Regions from separate parts of the Mus musculus genome. Here all the other regions are linked to region 3. The links are chromatin contacts, called in public Hi-C and promoter capture Hi-C maps. All regions are on one chromosome and are shown on one strand. Each heading gives the region's core, a stretch centred on a gene start, on an enhancer-like site or on the middle of the called end of the contact. The rest is flanking DNA. Distances are from core to core; before and after follow the strand shown. Region 1 holds the start of Plekhg2 (pleckstrin homology domain containing, family G (with RhoGef domain) member 2). Region 2 holds the start of Hnrnpl (heterogeneous nuclear ribonucleoprotein L). Region 3 holds the start of Erf (Ets2 repressor factor). Region 4 holds the start of Paf1 (Paf1, RNA polymerase II complex component).

The links. Promoter capture Hi-C pulls out the DNA fragments that hold promoters and counts their contacts. Hi-C and Micro-C count contacts between places; a contact is called where the count stands out from the background.
Region 1: a Hi-C map of B cells shows a contact between it and region 3, with 6 read pairs. The contact joins the promoter of Plekhg2 here to the promoter of Erf in region 3. A contact is called at or near these places in 3 of 39 promoter capture datasets (the HPC-7 cell line, cranial neural crest and second pharyngeal arch cranial neural crest) and 2 of 484 Hi-C or Micro-C datasets (B cells and CD8 T cells).
Region 2: a contact with region 3 is called in a Hi-C map of uterus, with 5 times the contacts expected there. The contact joins the promoter of Hnrnpl here to the promoter of Erf in region 3. A contact is called at or near these places in 2 of 484 Hi-C or Micro-C datasets (B cells and uterus).
Region 4: a promoter capture Hi-C map of cranial neural crest shows a contact between it and region 3. The contact joins the promoter of Paf1 here to the promoter of Erf in region 3. A contact is called at or near these places in 1 of 39 promoter capture datasets (cranial neural crest) and 1 of 484 Hi-C or Micro-C datasets (CD8 T cells).

What each region holds. Positions count from the first base shown.
Region 1 is chr7:28,371,132-28,375,131 of GRCm38.p6, forward strand. Plekhg2 (pleckstrin homology domain containing, family G (with RhoGef domain) member 2) reads right to left here and starts at 1,531. Exons shown (of 19, transcript NM_138752.2): 1 at 729-1,531; 2 at 1-114. The coding sequence starts at 92. It overlaps n-TIaat16 (a tRNA gene), which reads left to right and starts at 1,868; the gene lies at 1,868-1,962.
Region 2 is chr7:28,808,718-28,812,614 of GRCm38.p6, forward strand. It overlaps Hnrnpl (heterogeneous nuclear ribonucleoprotein L), which reads left to right and starts at 2,173. Exons shown (of 13, transcript NM_177301.5): 1 at 2,173-2,451. The coding sequence starts at 2,194.
Region 3 is chr7:25,249,449-25,253,457 of GRCm38.p6, forward strand. Erf (Ets2 repressor factor) reads right to left here and starts at 1,310. Exons shown (of 4, transcript NM_010155.3): 1 at 1,131-1,310. The coding sequence starts at 1,152.
Region 4 is chr7:28,390,741-28,394,791 of GRCm38.p6, forward strand. Paf1 (Paf1, RNA polymerase II complex component) reads left to right here and starts at 2,256. Exons shown (of 14, transcript NM_019458.3): 1 at 2,256-2,514; 2 at 2,929-2,958. The coding sequence starts at 2,468. Med29 (mediator complex subunit 29) reads right to left here and starts at 1,950. Exons shown (of 4, transcript NM_026042.3): 1 at 1,711-1,950; 2 at 350-408; 3 at 72-156. The coding sequence starts at 1,923.

The DNA of each region.
Region 1 (4,000 bases), core at 281-2,780, 3.1 Mb after region 3:
ACTGCTGCGCAGTCGCAAACTTCACCTTGGTGGCCACACCCGAGCCTAAGGCTGGGTTTGGGCAGGCTCAATCCCCGGGCTCCCTCGGGCATGATTGAGTGGCACAACTCCGACCTACAGAAGAGACCCACTTCTTGGGAACTAGACTTCACCGGTCTCTCGGCCGCTCCTACTCACAGATAGGGTGCTGGAAGCTGATCTAAACTCAAGGAGGGGCCCCAAGAAGATACAAAGTGACAGGAAGAAGGGGCTGAGAATACAAGCCAAAGATGGAAAAAGGTTGAGACAAAGAACGAAGACAGCAAAAGTGCCTGAGTCTGCAAGTCCCATCTGTCTGGGGGCCCCCCTCCCAAGGCTCAGGGATCCTGGGAACTCTCAGGCTCAGGCTGAAGCTGAGGGCGAGGGGCAGGGCTGGGAAAAACCGTGGGCGGGAGAGGCCGCGGGGTCCCAGGGGAGGGCGGAGGCTGGGGGACCGGATGCCAGGGTCCTACAGACTGTTCCTTACCCCGCCCAAGACGGCGTACTGGGGCGCTGGCCCCGAGTCCTCCACCCAGCTCCAGTCGGTCCCTCGGCGCCCCAACCGCGGTCCCCACCGTTGGATTCTCCCCTGTGCAGTTGCAGCCCCCAACTCCAGCCGGCGCCTCCGCTACCCCCCGCCGGCACGCCCCCTCATTGTTCCGCTTCGGCGCCGCCCCCTCCCCCAGCCCCGGGCCCCTCGCTCCCCTCACCTCCCGGGGAGCCACGGGCCTTGGGGTCGGGAGTCCCGCGCGTCTGGACCGTAACGCGCGATCCCTGGGGAGGCTCACAACCCAGACTTAAGGTCGTGAACTTGGGGTTCTCGGACTCCAGAATCCGGGGAGAGTTGGGATCCGGAGTCCGAAGTCTCGGTGTTCTAAATAGAAGATGCTGCAACCCTCTACTCGAGTCTCAGACCAGGGCGCTGGGGACCCAAACTCCTCAGTCTTCTAGGTAGGGCTGTGTGTTGTCGGGAGCACCGGGATTCCAGAGTTTCCAGAACCCGAGGGGCAGGAGTGAAGTCACCTCCGGGAGGGACCGCAAGGACTGGCTAACTCCTCGGTCTCCTGGAGGTGATGGATGCTGCAGCCCTAAGTCGAGGCGCGAGGTCCTGTCCCCAAGTGGCTCCAGGAGGGGGTCTTGGACTCAGAGTTGGGACCCCGTGGGAAGGATGCACGGCCACAGATCCTACGGTCTTCGAAGCCGGGTACGGGACGGGCCTCCAGCCTCGGGGCTGACTTCCCGAGCCCCGGGCTCCTCCAGGAGGGGGCGCTGGACATCAGAGGTCCCGGCCCCTCTGCGGGAGCCGGGACTTGCGGGTCTCTTAAAACGCGGGACAGAGTTCCCGGACGCCTGGGCCCAAGACTATGAACGCCTCGGGCTCCGGGATGAGTGTCCTGGGGCTCTGGGGGCAGCGGCAACGCCGCATCTGGGGCGGGGAGAGTCGGGTCCCAGATGTGGGGCGGGGGGCGGCCGCCCAAGGCTTCTCCTCCCCTTTGCCGCCGCCGCGGCTCACATCCTGTTCCCGCCTGCTGGGGGGAGGGGCCGCCTTCCGGCACGCCCTCCCGTAAAGGCTTTTAAAATCCCCGCCCCCTACTCTGAATAATTGCAAGCAAGCGGTTCCAACGGCGAGTCACCGCCCACATTCCAAGAGCCTAGAGCCGGGAGGACTTTTTACCTTTTACAGCAAGGGCCCAGGAGGCGTGAGAATCTGGAATAGTCTCACACTCTTGTTCTTATTGGTCGATCGGCGGGCTTTATATTTGCATATGCAATGTTGGGCCGAGCCGTTCAACAAAGTCCTGCGACTACAACTGACTGAAGGACTTTGTGGCGCGAGGGTGCGGCCGGAGCTCCAGTGGCGCAATCGGTTAGCGCGCGGTACTTATATGTCAGTGCTAGGCGTAAGCGATGCCGAGGTTGTGAGTTCGATCCTCACCTGGAGCACTTCTTTTTTTAACTCATCTACCTCTTTTCTGGTGTTCTCTCATCAGTTTAGAAGTCTTCACATTTTATAATTTCAATCAAATGTTTTGGCTTGTTTGAGACAGGGTCTCACCATGTAACTCTCTGGCTGGTCTGGAAGTCATTATGTAGACCGGGCTGGCCTCGAACTCACAGAGAGCGCCTGCCACTGCCTCTGCCTCTGCCTCTGCCTCCCTAGTACTGGTATTAAAGACGTGCGTCACTGTACCCGGAAACTACAGAATTTTTGAAGAATGAACATTTCTTTGTGAATTTTTTGCAATGGTCTGTGGAACAGTCCCAAAGTTGCAGTTTCTATTCTGGTCGCCAGAGGGCAATAACGTCTCTTATTAGATGGCCTGGGCGTCAGATAAAATCCAAATCTCAGATCCCAGGGATGGATGGATGCTTACAACACACTCTTTATGGATATTTGTCTTCTACAGGTTTCTGAACAGATTTTTTTTTTTTTTTTTTTTTTTTTTACTGACCACTCACTAGGAACTGTATCCTCTGTCTCTGAGGACTTGACTTTTTACTAAGGAGACTGAGTACTGAAAGTCTACGAATTAAGTACTTTTTTTTAAAATTTGACTTTCCCTATGTTACCCAGACTGGCCTAAACTCCTGGCTCCCTCACCATCTGGGAGTGTAACTGTATCGTTAGATTAGCTACTGATAAGTATGGATAAGTAGGGTGGGATGCAGATTATCATAGCTGTCATGGATGGACTGTTTTTATTTTATGTGTATGGGTGTTTGGCCTGCAAGTGTGTCTGTGTACCATGTTCATGCTTGGTGTCCAAAGAGACTGGAGGAGGGCGGCAGATCCCCTGGAACTGCAGTTTCAGAGGGTTATGGTGCAGGGAATCAAACCAGGTGCTCTGTCAGAGCCGCCAGTGTTCTTAACTGCTGATCCATCTCTCCGGCCCCAGGGGAGATCTTTGAACAGACAGACACCTGGAGGAGGGGAAGGAGCCATGGGAACACCAGAGAGATGTTCCAGATAACACTCTAAGGCTGAAGATGGGTGTGTTCGTGGAGCAGGTGAGAAGAGGTGGGGGTGTGGAGATGCAGGCTGTTGGCTGTGGTGAGGATTTTGACCTTTGTGATTTGCCTCTGGTGTTCTAACAAGCTTCCGGGAGCAACTTACTACACAGGTCCTTTTAGAACTGGATACTAGTAAGGTGGGCTTTCGATGAGAGGGCCCTGGAGGCTGGAGTGAGCTGTAGTCTTGGCTGTGTCTCCGGAGCAGGTCTAAGGGGCTGGTGTCACAGCATTCCTAGTGTCCAAGGAGGCCAGGAGAGGACTCTGGATCCTGTGAAATTGGAGTTGTCACCTGTCATGTGGGTTCTTTGCAAGAGAAGCAAGCCCATTCTCTTAATCTCTCAGCCATCTGTCCAGGACCTGGAGAGGTTATATACTTAGACCAGGATTTTTTTGTTGTTGGTGGTGGGTTTTTTGTTTGTTTGTTTGTTCTTGGTTTTTTGAGACAGGGTTTCTCTGTATAGCCCTGAGCCCTGGCTGTCCTGGAACTCACTCTATAGACCAGGCTGGCCTCGAACTCAGAAATCTGCCTGCCTCTGCCTCCCAAGTGCTGGGATTAAAGGTCACTACTGCCGGGCTAGACCAGGGTTTTGCAGACGCTGAGCAGGCACTCTGTACTTAGCTACACCCCCAGCCCATGGTGAGTGAGTGAGTGAGTGAGTGTGTGTGTGTGTGTGGTGTGTGTGTGTGTGTGTGTGTGTGTGCACGTGGAACATGAGACTTTTTTTTTTTTTTTTAAGTTTTCGAGACAGGGTTTCTCTGTGTAGCCTTGGCAGTCCTGGAACTCAGTCTGGCCTGGAACTCAGAAATTTGCTTGCCTCTGCCTCCCAAGCGCGCCACCACGACCGGCTAACGAGAGACTTTTTTTTTAATTATTCTTTTTTTTCTTTATTTTGTTTATGAGTATACTGTCACTGTCCTCAGACACATCAGATTCCCATTGCTGTGGTTGTGAGCCACCATGTGGTTACTG
Region 2 (3,897 bases), core at 923-3,422, 3.6 Mb after region 3:
CTCGGTTATCTTCCTCAGTGCCCCCTTTCCCCCAGTGAAAAGAGGTCGTGGTCCCTTTAAGGTCCGCCCCTCCCTCCCCCAAAACTTCCCAGTGTCTGCTCTTTTCGATCCCGGACGGCCGGCCAAGCTCGCCGCCGAGCTGGTAGGGGACAGGGCCAAGGGGTCGGGGAGGGATGTGGGGGCGTGGGGGGACCTGCGGGACGCACGTCGCTGCGCCGGCGGGAGGGCGGGGGACAGGCTGCGGGAGCAGCGGGCACGGGCGTGGGCACCAGTAGCTGCCCCAGGCGTGAGTAGTCTACGAGCCGCTTGCACCGTACAGGGTTTAGCCTAGTGCGGACAGCACGCCCGAATGAGGGGCATACGGGACCCGCGCGGGGGAGGATAGGAGACCTCCCGTTCCCCTCCCCCACTACCGTCTCTGACGTAGACGCGGGACCCCGCCCTTCTGCGGGAGCGCCGCCTCCCCGCCCCCCGTGCGTCACCTGCTACGCCTTGGCGGCGTACCCCATGTTGGGAGGGCCTTCTTTGGAGTGTCTGTGTCCAGTGAAATGGCTGGAGATCCATTTATATCCTCACCAGCCTCCACCGCTTCCAAACTTTTTTAATTAGGAGAATCCCTTTGTATCCCAGGGTAGCCCTGAACTCAAGGCAATCCTGCCTCCAGAGCGCTGCATTACAGGCTTGCAACCACTACGCCATGCTTAAAACTTATCCCAACACCCGGGGTTCTGTTCTCTGAGCCTTTACTCACATTTCAAACTTAGTACCAAGCGGATATCCGCTTTGGGAATGACCTGGTGGAAAGGTGTCACAGCACGTTTTGAAGCGGCCTGTGAGTCTTACACCGTCTCAAGACGTGTGTGTGTGTGTGTGTGTGTGTGTGCGCGCGCGCGCGTGCGTGTGGTGGGGGTGGGGGTAGATACGCGCCTTGTCTGTGCTAGGCAAGCGTTCCATTGCTGAGCTACATCCCAGAGTCTTCTTGACTCCCTAGTTTCCCCATAAAGCCTCTGGACGGGTCTGTGGTCGGGATCCGGATCCTCCGTCAGTACGTTCCCTGTCTGCTTGCTCCCCGGCGGGCACTTGTCGGCGTTGCAGCTCTCGGGCTTCGCAGGACCCTGGGAGGAGACAATCGCTTCAGAGCAGTCTCCAAGTAGCGAGTCTAAGCCACAGAGCACTCTGGAGGACGCAGGGTGCTCAGTTGCCAAGTGCGAACCGAGTTGAACTATAAAGATCTACCACCATGACTGAATTTAGAGTGAAATGACGGTGCCTGCCAGGGTCCAAAGTCACATGGCAATCAATGAGTGTTTTATTAGTGAGAAGTGCTCAGATTTGAAGGTTCTTTTAAAAATAATAACCTCCAGCTTAGGATAGGGTAGAGGTGAAGTAAACGTTCTAATGGGTTATAGCTGCTGCAAATTGTTGTCTTGCTCTAGACTTCCGGAGCTTGCAAACAACAGACGCGCGAAAGACCGTTCGGGTACTCGAGTAGTTGTATCCCTTAAAGTCACCTCTTCTATTGAAGCCCCCCCCCCCCCCCAAAAGTACAGGAGCGCATGCGCTCTCTCGGGACCGGTTCCTAGATTGCGCCACAGAGAGCCTACGGGCTCTCCTTTTTCACCAATCAGAAGCTATCAGTCGTCCTATACCATCTGGCAATAGGGCATTCTTTCCACTCTTCATTGACCAATCGAGTGTTGACGTACGAGACGGGCACCTGGGGGAACAATTGTAGGAACACAGAAGGGAAGGCCTTTCTTGTATCCCAGCGGAGTGGCGCGGGAAGATGGTCGTTGTGACTGGGAAACGCAAGGATTTCAGAGTGACCGATTAGCTAGGAAACCAATGAGAGCGGGAAGGAGGCGGAGCTTCGGAGGCCCACTTCCATTTACTGTTTGTGGGAAGGCGGAGCGATCCCAAAAATCTGGCCTATTAAATCAGAGTTTATTTTAAGGAGGTGGGGCCTGGCGGAATGACTGGCAAGAAGCGTTCACCTATAAGGAGTGCGATTGGCGAACAGAGGCGGTCTTTCCAATAGAACGGCATGCGTCCTATCCAATAGAAATGAACCGTGAGGAAACTTCCCCTCCCCCCAAGATAGGGCCAGTGGCTCCCCCTATCGGGTGGGGGCGGCGAGTGACGGGCGTGTCCCTCCCCCAATGAGAGGCGGGGGGAGGCGGGTTCTGCGCCGCCATGTCGCGGAGGCTGCTGCCCCGGGCGGAGAAGCGGCGTCGGCGGCTCGAGCAGAGGCAGCAGCCGGACGAGCAGCTGAGGCGGGCGGGAGCGATGGTGAAGATGGCGGCTGCGGGCGGCGGAGGTGGCGGTGGTCGCTATTACGGCGGCGGCAACGAGGGAGGCCGAGCCCCTAAACGGCTGAAGACTGAAAACGCCGGCGACCAGCACGGAGGCGGCGGCGGCGGAGGCTCCGGGGCGGCGGGCGGCGGCGGCGGGGTGAGGCTGGGGCTTTAGACTCCCGGAAGGAAGGGGAAATTTCGTACTTTAAAAAGCTATTTATTTTTCACAGGGGGGAAAAATCTCTGCGCAGGCGCTGCAGCCCTCGCGCTTTTTTGGTGGGTGGGGGAGGGGCAGGCGTTGGGCAAACGGCGGGGTTTGCGCGAGGACAGGCGCTTGCGCGTGCGCACAATCCGAAGCGGGGCTTGAGGGGGCGGAGGAAGCGGCTGGCTCTGCAGGCACCGCACTGCGCAGGCGCCGCGGGCCGGCATGTGGGGGGCCTAGGCACGCGGTCGGGCCGTTTTTTTTTTTTCTCCTCACTTCTTTATCTTTTTTTTTTTCCTCTTCTTTCCGTGTCCCTATGCGCAAGCGCGTTTCTACAACCACAGCCAGCGAGCGGGAAGCGGGTGGGCGGTGGCCTGACCGAGTCGCCCCGTCGCAGTTTTAATCATGGTCGTTTCCATATAGAAGTTCACTTGATGAAATTATAAAATTATAATGCCCAGATTAAACTGTTTAACTTCTTTTACTGTGTGCATTGAAAAACGGAAGACGATTTGTGAAAGGCAGATTTAACTTTGGGAATTGAGCCAAGCTTAGAAATTATCACTCGATTTGCTTAGGGCTCCAGGATTGGGGCATTTATAAACTAAACTGTATTATGGTCCTGTGGCTATGCATAGAGTCTTTCAGCCTATTTAGTCTTCTGAAGGTCACAATTATGGTGTCTGGGTTAGGATGCAGTTTGCATTCCTTTTAAAAGTTTATTATTAAAGTCCTTCCGGTGGGCACGGAGTCACAGGCCTTTAATCTCTTTGGTTTGAGGCCAGCCTCTTATGCATAGTTAATTCCAGGACAGACAAGGCTGTGAGACTTATCAAAAAGCCAAACAAACAGTGCCCTCTTGATGAGGCTGCTGCTCATGCATTTATCAGCTTCTCCCTGTTGTTACAGTGTTAGGTTTCTCAAGGATTTGGAAGACATTTTAGTTGAGTCTGGTAAGTTAACTGCCAAGCTAGACAACGGGAGCCCATGAGGTGGAAGGAGAGAACAGACTCCAAAAGGTTGTTCTCCGAACATCTCATGGGCTGTGTGGTGAGCCTTACCCCCACCCTAATCATTTAAGGTGAGAGGTACCTCACATTCGGTGTTGGTCCTCTGAGATGGGGACTTTTATGGACTCCCTTTACAAAGCAGGAAAGACACTGGGTAAATTAGGTTGAGTCTCACCAGTGACAAACAGAAGTAAGATTAGAACTCAAGGTTGTGGAAGGCAAACCTCAACTGGAAATGGCTGGGAAGGGTGTGCCTTGTGTGGTTCACTAAGAACCCACTAATATGCATAGGTTTCTGCCCAGTAGTGTTCGGGGCATGGGCCACAGTCTAGAGAGATGGAGGAGGACGTTCTCTCCAGAGCTCTAGAAACTGCCTGTGTGTGATTGTGTG
Region 3 (4,009 bases), core at 60-2,559:
CGGTCGGGGCACACACCCGCACATAGGAGCCGGAGCCGCGGCCGCCGCCGGGGGAAGGAAACAAGTTTGAACAGCGGCGCCCGGCCCCCTTCCCCCTCCCCTCGTCCCCGCCCCGGGCCGGATTCCGACGGGGCAGACGGGCAGGGGGCGGCGAGGCCCCCTCCCCCCGCGCGCCCGGGCGCAAAGTCCAGCCTGTGCGAGCCCGGGGGCGGCGGGGGAGGGGAAGGGGGAAAGTCCGAGTGGGAGGGGGGGTTAATCCTGCTGCCCCCCGCCCGGCGATGGGGGGGGAGGGGAATCCTGGCCCCTTAAGGAGGAGCAACTTGGCGGGGAAGAGAGGGGCGGAGGGAAAAGACGGCCCGCTGAAAGAAGCGCAGGATCGGGGAGGGGGAAGGACGAAGGGAGAGCCTCTGCATTCCCCCCCCCCCCCCCATCTTTCCCACCCTCCTCAACTCCCAGCCTCCGCCCGCGCCGGAGGAGGGTACCCAAGTCTCCCCTGAGCCACCTTAAAGCCGCGCGTTCTAAGGTCGGAAACAAAAAGTTCCTTTTTCGAACGTTCGGGCTGCGCTTTGGAACTTTGCGACTCAGTCCGGGCGGGGGAGCGAGGAGACGGACGGGGGAGGGGCGGTGCAGCCCGGACCCCGAGTCCCGTGTTCCCCTCTCACGCCCAGCTCCAGGCCATCCCGTATCCCGCTCACCGGGTGCTGGGCACGCGCTGCCGTGAAGGTCACGGGCCGGACCGCGCAGCGCAGAACCGAGCATAGCGGGTCCCTGTACAGAACCCCCACCTCGCACCGCACACGTCCCGGCCCCCGGAGTGCAACGTGACAGAACGACAGGGAGGGGACTCTGCCACCCCAGTGATCCCGGGAGAACCCAGGTTGCCGAGTCCGGGAAGGGAAAGCCCAGCACCCGCAGCACCCATACCATTCCGAAAGGATCCACAGAATTGGGGCTCCCAGGCAGCACCCCAGCTCGCGCCTCTAGAAGCAACAGGTCTCGAGTGCTTGGGGGTCCCCAAGAACTGGGTATCAATCGGGCTCCCCAGAACCCCTTCAGCCCCCACCCAAAGTTTTCCCTCCCGGTTTCCCGGGGCAACAAGTCTCCCCCACACGTGCTGCCCCCGCCCCCACCTGTGTCCGCCGGGGTCTTCATGCTGGGGGGCCCGGGGCAAGGCGCCCCAACTCCGGGCCGCTGCTCCTGGCGCCCGCGTTGCCCCGTCCCGTCCCGCGCCCGTTGGGACGCCCTCGCCGCCGCACCCGGCCTCGCCTCTCAGAGCCTCTCCCCTCCCCGCCGCCGCCTCCCGGGTTAATATCGCACTCCGGGGCCGGGACGCCCACGCCCCCCGGCCGGCGACGTCACCGCCGCGTCGCCATGGAGACACTGTGCCCGCCCCCTCCCGCGCACTCACACACGCTTGCCGGCGCGCAGCCACTGAGGACCGGCCGGCTCTTGGCTTAAAGGGGCCGCGCGGCGGGGGGGGGGGGGGGGGGAGGAAGGGCAGGGAGGGGCTGGGGAGGTCCTGGGGGTCACGACCCTTCTTGGAGGCTCTAAGTCAGAAGAACTTAAGTCTTCAGCACTCAGTACCTGCTGCCTCTCTTCTGCCCTTTCCTGGCTCCAGAGTTTCTTTTGGGACCTTTTTGGAGGAAAGGAATTATATGAAGGGGGACGATCAGAAATTTTTGTGGGGAAGGGGCAGAGTCTTCTCCGCAGGGGGGCGGAGTCTGGATCTTGGAGGATGATCAAGAGCACAGCCATTTCCCAGCCTGAGTTTACCCAACCCCCTCAACCCCGAGCCTGAAAGAGGGCAGCTGTCCAGGGGTGGGGTGGAATGGGTGGGAAACATTTCCCAGCATCGGAAATGGGGAGGCGGCTGTACCCTCGACTCCTGTGGAGATGGGGTCTTGGCCTTCCTGATAGACCCAGTCCAGCTGGGGAGGAAGTGACCAGAATGCATTCGGGAGCCCCCACAATCACCACTGTCCCTTAGGCTGCAGCTGTCCTGGGAACGCGGCCGGAGGTACCCCCACCTCCACACTGGAGCAGGGGGTTCCGGAGATAGTGCCAGGATGCTGGGGGCGACCCAAGTCTGAACAAATGTGCTCCGGAGGAGCATTGGGGGTCGCCAGGAGAGAGGAAGACAGGGCTTAAGACCAAAGGCCCGAGCGTAGGGGAAGTGTTAAGTCTGTGTTCGCTGCAGCAGATAGGAGGAATGGATGGAGCCTGAGGCTCGGGAAACAGGAAATCGGGGTACCGATCGGATGCAGGTAGGCAGCCTGCTACTGGGTAGAGGGGAAGCAGAGCTATATTCTCATAAACTAAACCTAAACAGTCTCAGGGAAATAATGAAAAATAAACCAACCGGAGTTACCAAAGGAAGAGATAGGGGACTAGGAGACTGAAAAGATGATGAATCAGAGCCGTGAGATGCGGCAAGCAAGAGGGAAGGCCTATCTGGCTCAGGCTATAGGTGCTTAAGGCTTCAAACCCAAACTTCTCCGTTGTTGGGTTCCTATTCAGCCTTTAAACCAGCTCACGGGTGCTAGAGAGAAGTCTCATGCCTCCTCCTTAGGGAGACCATGGCCTCCAGGGAAGTGTCACCCCTTTGGGAATTATGTAACCTTGCCTACGGACAGTGCAGCTCCCCACGGATATTGTAACCCTCTGGGAGCAGCGTGGTCCAGCAATAATCATCATTGTTACAATAACAGCTCTCAATTCTTAGTGCTCACGATGTGCCAGGCTGGGAGCCAAGCATTGTCTGTAACATCTTCATACTCATAAAATCCCAATGAGGGGCCTGCTATTGTAACCCCTACCACAGATTAAGAACCAAAGGCTCTTTCTTACAGGGGAAATTAATCTGCCAAAGTCCTATAGCAAGGAAGTGCTGGGATCAGTATTCAAGGCCTGATCTGTACAATTCCAGTTTTGCCATTGTACTTCACTGTTTAAAATAGATCCGTAACACACCCCATGTCCCCATTTCCTGACAACAAAAACAGACTTGAGTGGCAACCCTACTTCTCCTACCCACTCTCTTACCTAAAACAACGGAAATCACCTCTTTAAGCCTCGTCTGTAAAAATGGGGCTATTTTTTAGGCCCTGAAAGATAAAAGATTATTATTAAAAACTGGGTTGTGGTATAAATGTACAGTAATAGCCAGGTGATGGTGGCGCACGCCTTTAATCCTAGCACTTGGGAGACAGAGGCAGGCGAATTTCTGAGTTCGAGGCCAGCCTGGTCTACAGAGTGAGTTCCAGGACAGCCGGGGCTACACAGAGGAACCCTGTCTCCAAAAACAAAAACAAAACTAACTAAATAAATGTACAGTAATAATTGGGATGGGGTAATAGCTCAGTATCTTTGGCATGCTTGGGAGTCCCTGTTACACTGCCAGCACCAATAATTAATTAAATAAAGCTATGCACACTAGCTCACTCCTGTAATCTCAGCTCTCATGCTGAAACCAGAGGACCGGTCCATTTTAGAGCCAGCCTGGGCTACATGAGAGTTCAAGGCTAGCCTGTGCTAAAACATGAATCACTGTCTCAAGAAACCAAAATAGGGAGGGTAGAGAGGTGGCTCAGCAGTTAAGAGCACCTCTTGCAGACAACCCTAGTCAGTTCATAAGACAGTATTTTAGGCAGCTCACAACTACCTGTACCTCCCACTCTTGCCAAATCCAATACACTCACCTATCTTCAGCTGACATTCACATTCACACACACACACACACACACACACACACACACGCATACACATTTTTTTTTCTTTTCTTTCTTTTTTCTTTTTTTCAAGACAGGGTTTCTATATATAGTCCTGGCTGTCCTGGAACTCATTTTGTAGACCAGCCTGGCCTCGAACTCACAAATCCACCTGCCTCTGCCTCCCAAGTGCTGGGATCAAAGGCGTGCGCCACCACCGCCTGGCACATTTTTTTTTAATTGGGTATTTTTTTTTTAAATCTTGTCTTCTTGATTTATTCTTCTAGCTGGTCTAGAACTCA
Region 4 (4,051 bases), core at 1,006-3,505, 3.1 Mb after region 3:
ATACTATCTCAAACTGTTCTTATGGTGAACTAAGCAGAGCTTAGTCACAATGGCTCTAGGGAGCTCCTCACCAAGCAGAGTTCCAGCTGATCACAGAGTGCGTAAAACTCCTCCAAACACTTGTCAAAGCGCTGCAAGGGTGCGTCACTGCTCTTCCTACGGCCAGAGAGAAACAGTGTGAGGAGGGAAGTGACTTCCAAGTTGAAACATCTGTATGTAGATAATCAAGTGACCACCCAAATCCTAAAGCCAGGCCCAGGGGAATCCAGGTAGGGCTTAAAAAGGAGGGGGTGGGGCAGCAGGGGAGGGGTTTCTATGGTTGAGGCAGAGAAGACAGAAGTCCACTTACTGTCCATTGTCAATGTTAGTGTTCTGAATCAGATTCTGGGCTGCAACCTTCATCAAAGTCTAGTTTTAAAAGGACACAGAGAGAGAGAGAGAAGTAAGATACAGGAGATGAATGTGCACAAACAGGATAACTCTGTGTTGAGAGTCACAGGCCTTTTCCGCTTACACCTCCATCCTGATGCTAGAGACTAAAGCTCACTACCACCCCCATAGCAGTCTTCCCCCGCCTCCATCCCTCCCTCCTTCGTTCCTTTTTTTGTTTGTTTGTTTTTTGAGGCAGGGTTTTTCTGGGTAGCCCTGACTGTCCTGGAACTCACCTCAAACTCAGAAATCCGCCTGCCTCTGCCTCCCAGGTGCTGGGATTAAAGGCGTGTACCACCGCGCCCGGCCTTTCTAAAGGACTTTATTCTTATAAGAGTACACTGTAGCTGTCTTCAGACACACCAGAAGAGGGCATCAGATCTCATTACAGATGGTTATGAGCCACCATGTGGTTGCTGAGATTTGAACTCAGGACCACTAGGAAAAGCAGTTAGTGCTCTTAACTGCTGAGGCAACTCTCTAGCCCCCAATCTCCCTGTAATTTTTCAGTAACCTGCTCTCGTTTGGAATTACCACTAATAGCTTCCTGGACATACCCTTTATCTAGTCATCATGGACTGAAATGACACTTAGGCCGTACTTCTGCACGGAACTTAACCAGAACGGTTTCTCTTTTTACTCTTCTCCTCCTGCCTCCCCCACTTCCATCTAGTTTTTTGGGACAGGGTTTCTCTGTGTAGCCAAGGCTGTCTTGGAACTCAAAAGATTTACCTTCCTTTGCCTCCAGAAGGCAGGAATTAAAGGCTTGCACTACCATACACAGTTAAAATTGTCATTCATGCTGGGCATGGTAGCGCACGCCTTTAATCTCAGCACTTGGGAGGCACAGGCAGGCGGATTTCTGAGTTCGAGGCCAGCCTGGTCTACAGAGTGAGTTCCAGGACAGCCAGGGCTATACAAAGAAACCCTGTCTCGAAAAACAAAAAAAAACAAACAAACAAAAATTGTCATTCATCCTCATCTCCTTTCTCTCCACAGGGTTTCACTATGTAGACCCTGGTCGGCCTGGAACTCTATAGACCAGACTGGCCTCGAGCTCAGATCCGTCCCCCTCTGCTGTCCCAGCACGGGGATTAAGAACGCGCCACCACTACAGCTGACCGGAGCTTCACTTTGGTTAGACACAAACACAACACAGCTAGTCTGTCTTCTCTTCCCGACCTACGATCTCTCCTTCAACAAACAGCCCCTCGGCGCTCGTCCCCGGAGCCCGCCCGCCCGCCAGCCAGCCCCTCTTGCTCCCCGCGCAGGGCCCATCACCTGGAGACTCTCCTTCAGTTGCGGGATGAGCATCTTGTAGCGCTGCACAGGATCGAAGTCCTGCTGCTGCTGCTGCAGGAGCCCGCTCTGGGCAGAACCCACCAACTGGGTCGGTTGTGGCTGTTGCTGGGGACCCGGACCCCCGGCAGAACCCGGGCCTGACACACCAGACGCAGAGGAAACCGCTGCAGCCTGTGGCTGGGGCGCAGCCATTTTCCTCCGCTAGAACGCCGGAAATGCGTCATAAATGCGTCTGCTCCGGTAGCTCCTCAGCTTTTTCAGTTGGCTGACCTCCTAGTTAGCCATGCCTTACCGACAGATTAGCCAATGGGAGAAGAGGATATGCATTTTTCTCCGCCCTCCCAAATCCGAGGCCATGAGTGGAATATCTTTTCGCCAATCATAAGAGGAGTTCCCCCACGGCTCCGCCCCTTCACCCACAGCTCGCCAATCACTGTGAAGGACTGACCAAACTCTATTTCCCTGAAGGCCTTGCGGCCAGGAGCGACCTGTCTAGTCTTCTGCGTCTTGGTAGCAGTCGGAGCGGGAGCTGCAAGTCTGTGTCCGACGCTGTCTGTGCTCTTACTTCAGTCACACCCGAGCCCTTCTCGTCGGCCCACTTCATCCCCTTTCCCCGCGGAGCCCGGCGTCTACGGGAGCCTGTCCTTGGATCCGGCGTCTCTCAAAGTCGGTACGCCACTCAGCGTCCGCCTGCGGCCAGCGAGGACGCCTACCGCGCCGCCGTCGCCTGGTCGCGATGGCGCCCACCATCCAGACCCAGGCCCAGAGGGAAGATGGCCACAGGTAGGTCTCCTGTCACCTGCCGCTTCATTTTGTTTTGTGAGCTGCAAGCTGGGGACTAGGCCGAGGGGGGCTGCTTGCGACATCACTGATTCCCTCAGGTCGGCCCCCGAGGTCGCGCAGCGCTCACCCCCGATGAAGGGGCGGTCCCCCCTGGGCTCTGCGGTCGCTTCCTGGTCCCCTGCTATTCAATTTCGGAATTGCACCTTGCGGGAGGGAGTCAGACCTCAGTCTCCTTCAGTGAAGCTTCTGGATTGCTCTCCTCAGGGGATTGAGCATCTGGCTTCATGCTTTATCACCATCATCACCATCACTCCTTCAGAAATTCGGGGGCCGGCCTTTCCACTCACATGGCCAACTCTTGACATCTCTCTCTCTCTCTCTCTCTCTCTCTCTCTCTCTTCTCCCCGAAACCAGGCCCAATTCCCACCGGACCTTGCCTGAGAGGTAAGCTCCCAGCTCCGTTTTCCAGGAGGGGTGGAACACGAACAGGGGAGGCGGTTAGGGGGCCTTTTTTGTGCTTTGGAGAATCTCATAAAGTGGCCCAGACTGGTCTTTGTGCCCCAGTCTCATGGGTGCCGGGATTGCAGCCTTATGTGCCCAGCAGCACAGGCCTAGGGTTGTGTGTGTGTGTGTGTGTGTGTGTGTGTGTGTGTGTTTAAATTGTACACACCTTAGCTCTGAGTGGCAGTCTAAAGACATTTCCTTAGGCTGGACAGCAGGCACTTTCACCTGCTGAGGTATCTTGTCAGCTTGAGGCAGGGTTTGTTTGTATGTAAGTACACTGTAGCAGTCTTCAGACACCCCAGAAGAGGGCATCAGATTTCATTGCAGATGGTTGTGAGCCACCATGTGGTTGCTGGGATTTGAACTCAGGACCTTAACTGCTGAGCCATCTCTCCAGCCCGTTTGTTTTTTAAAGATTTATTATATGTGAGTACACTGTAGCTGTTTTCAGACACCCCAGAAGAGGGGGTCACATCTTGTTATGGATGGTTGTGAGCAACGATGTGGTTGCTGGGATTTGAACTCAGGACCTTTGGAAGCCGCAATCAGTGCGCTTTTTTTTTTTTTAAAGATTTATTTATTATTATATATAAGTACACTGTAGCTGTCTTCAGACACAACAGAAAAGGGCGTCAGATCTCATTACGGGTGGTTGTGAGCCACCAGGTGGTTGTTGGGATTTGAACTCAGGACCTTCAGAAGAGCAGTCAGTGCTCTTAACCGCTGAGCCATCTCACCAGCTCTTCGAGCCTGTTTTTTAAAATTGTTACTACTACTCTTTCTTTTTTCAAGACCGAGTTTCTCTGTGTAGCTCTGGCTGTCCTGGAACTCACTCGCTCACTCTGTAGAGCAGACTGGCTTCAAACTCAGAGATCCACTGCCTCTGCCTCCCCAAGGCTGGTATTAAAGTGTGGGTACTATTAATTCTTTTGAGACAAGAGTTTCACTTTGTATCACTGACTGGTCTGGAACTCACTATGTAAACCATCACTAGCTTAAACTCTCAAGTGATTTGCCTGTCTCCCAAGTGCAG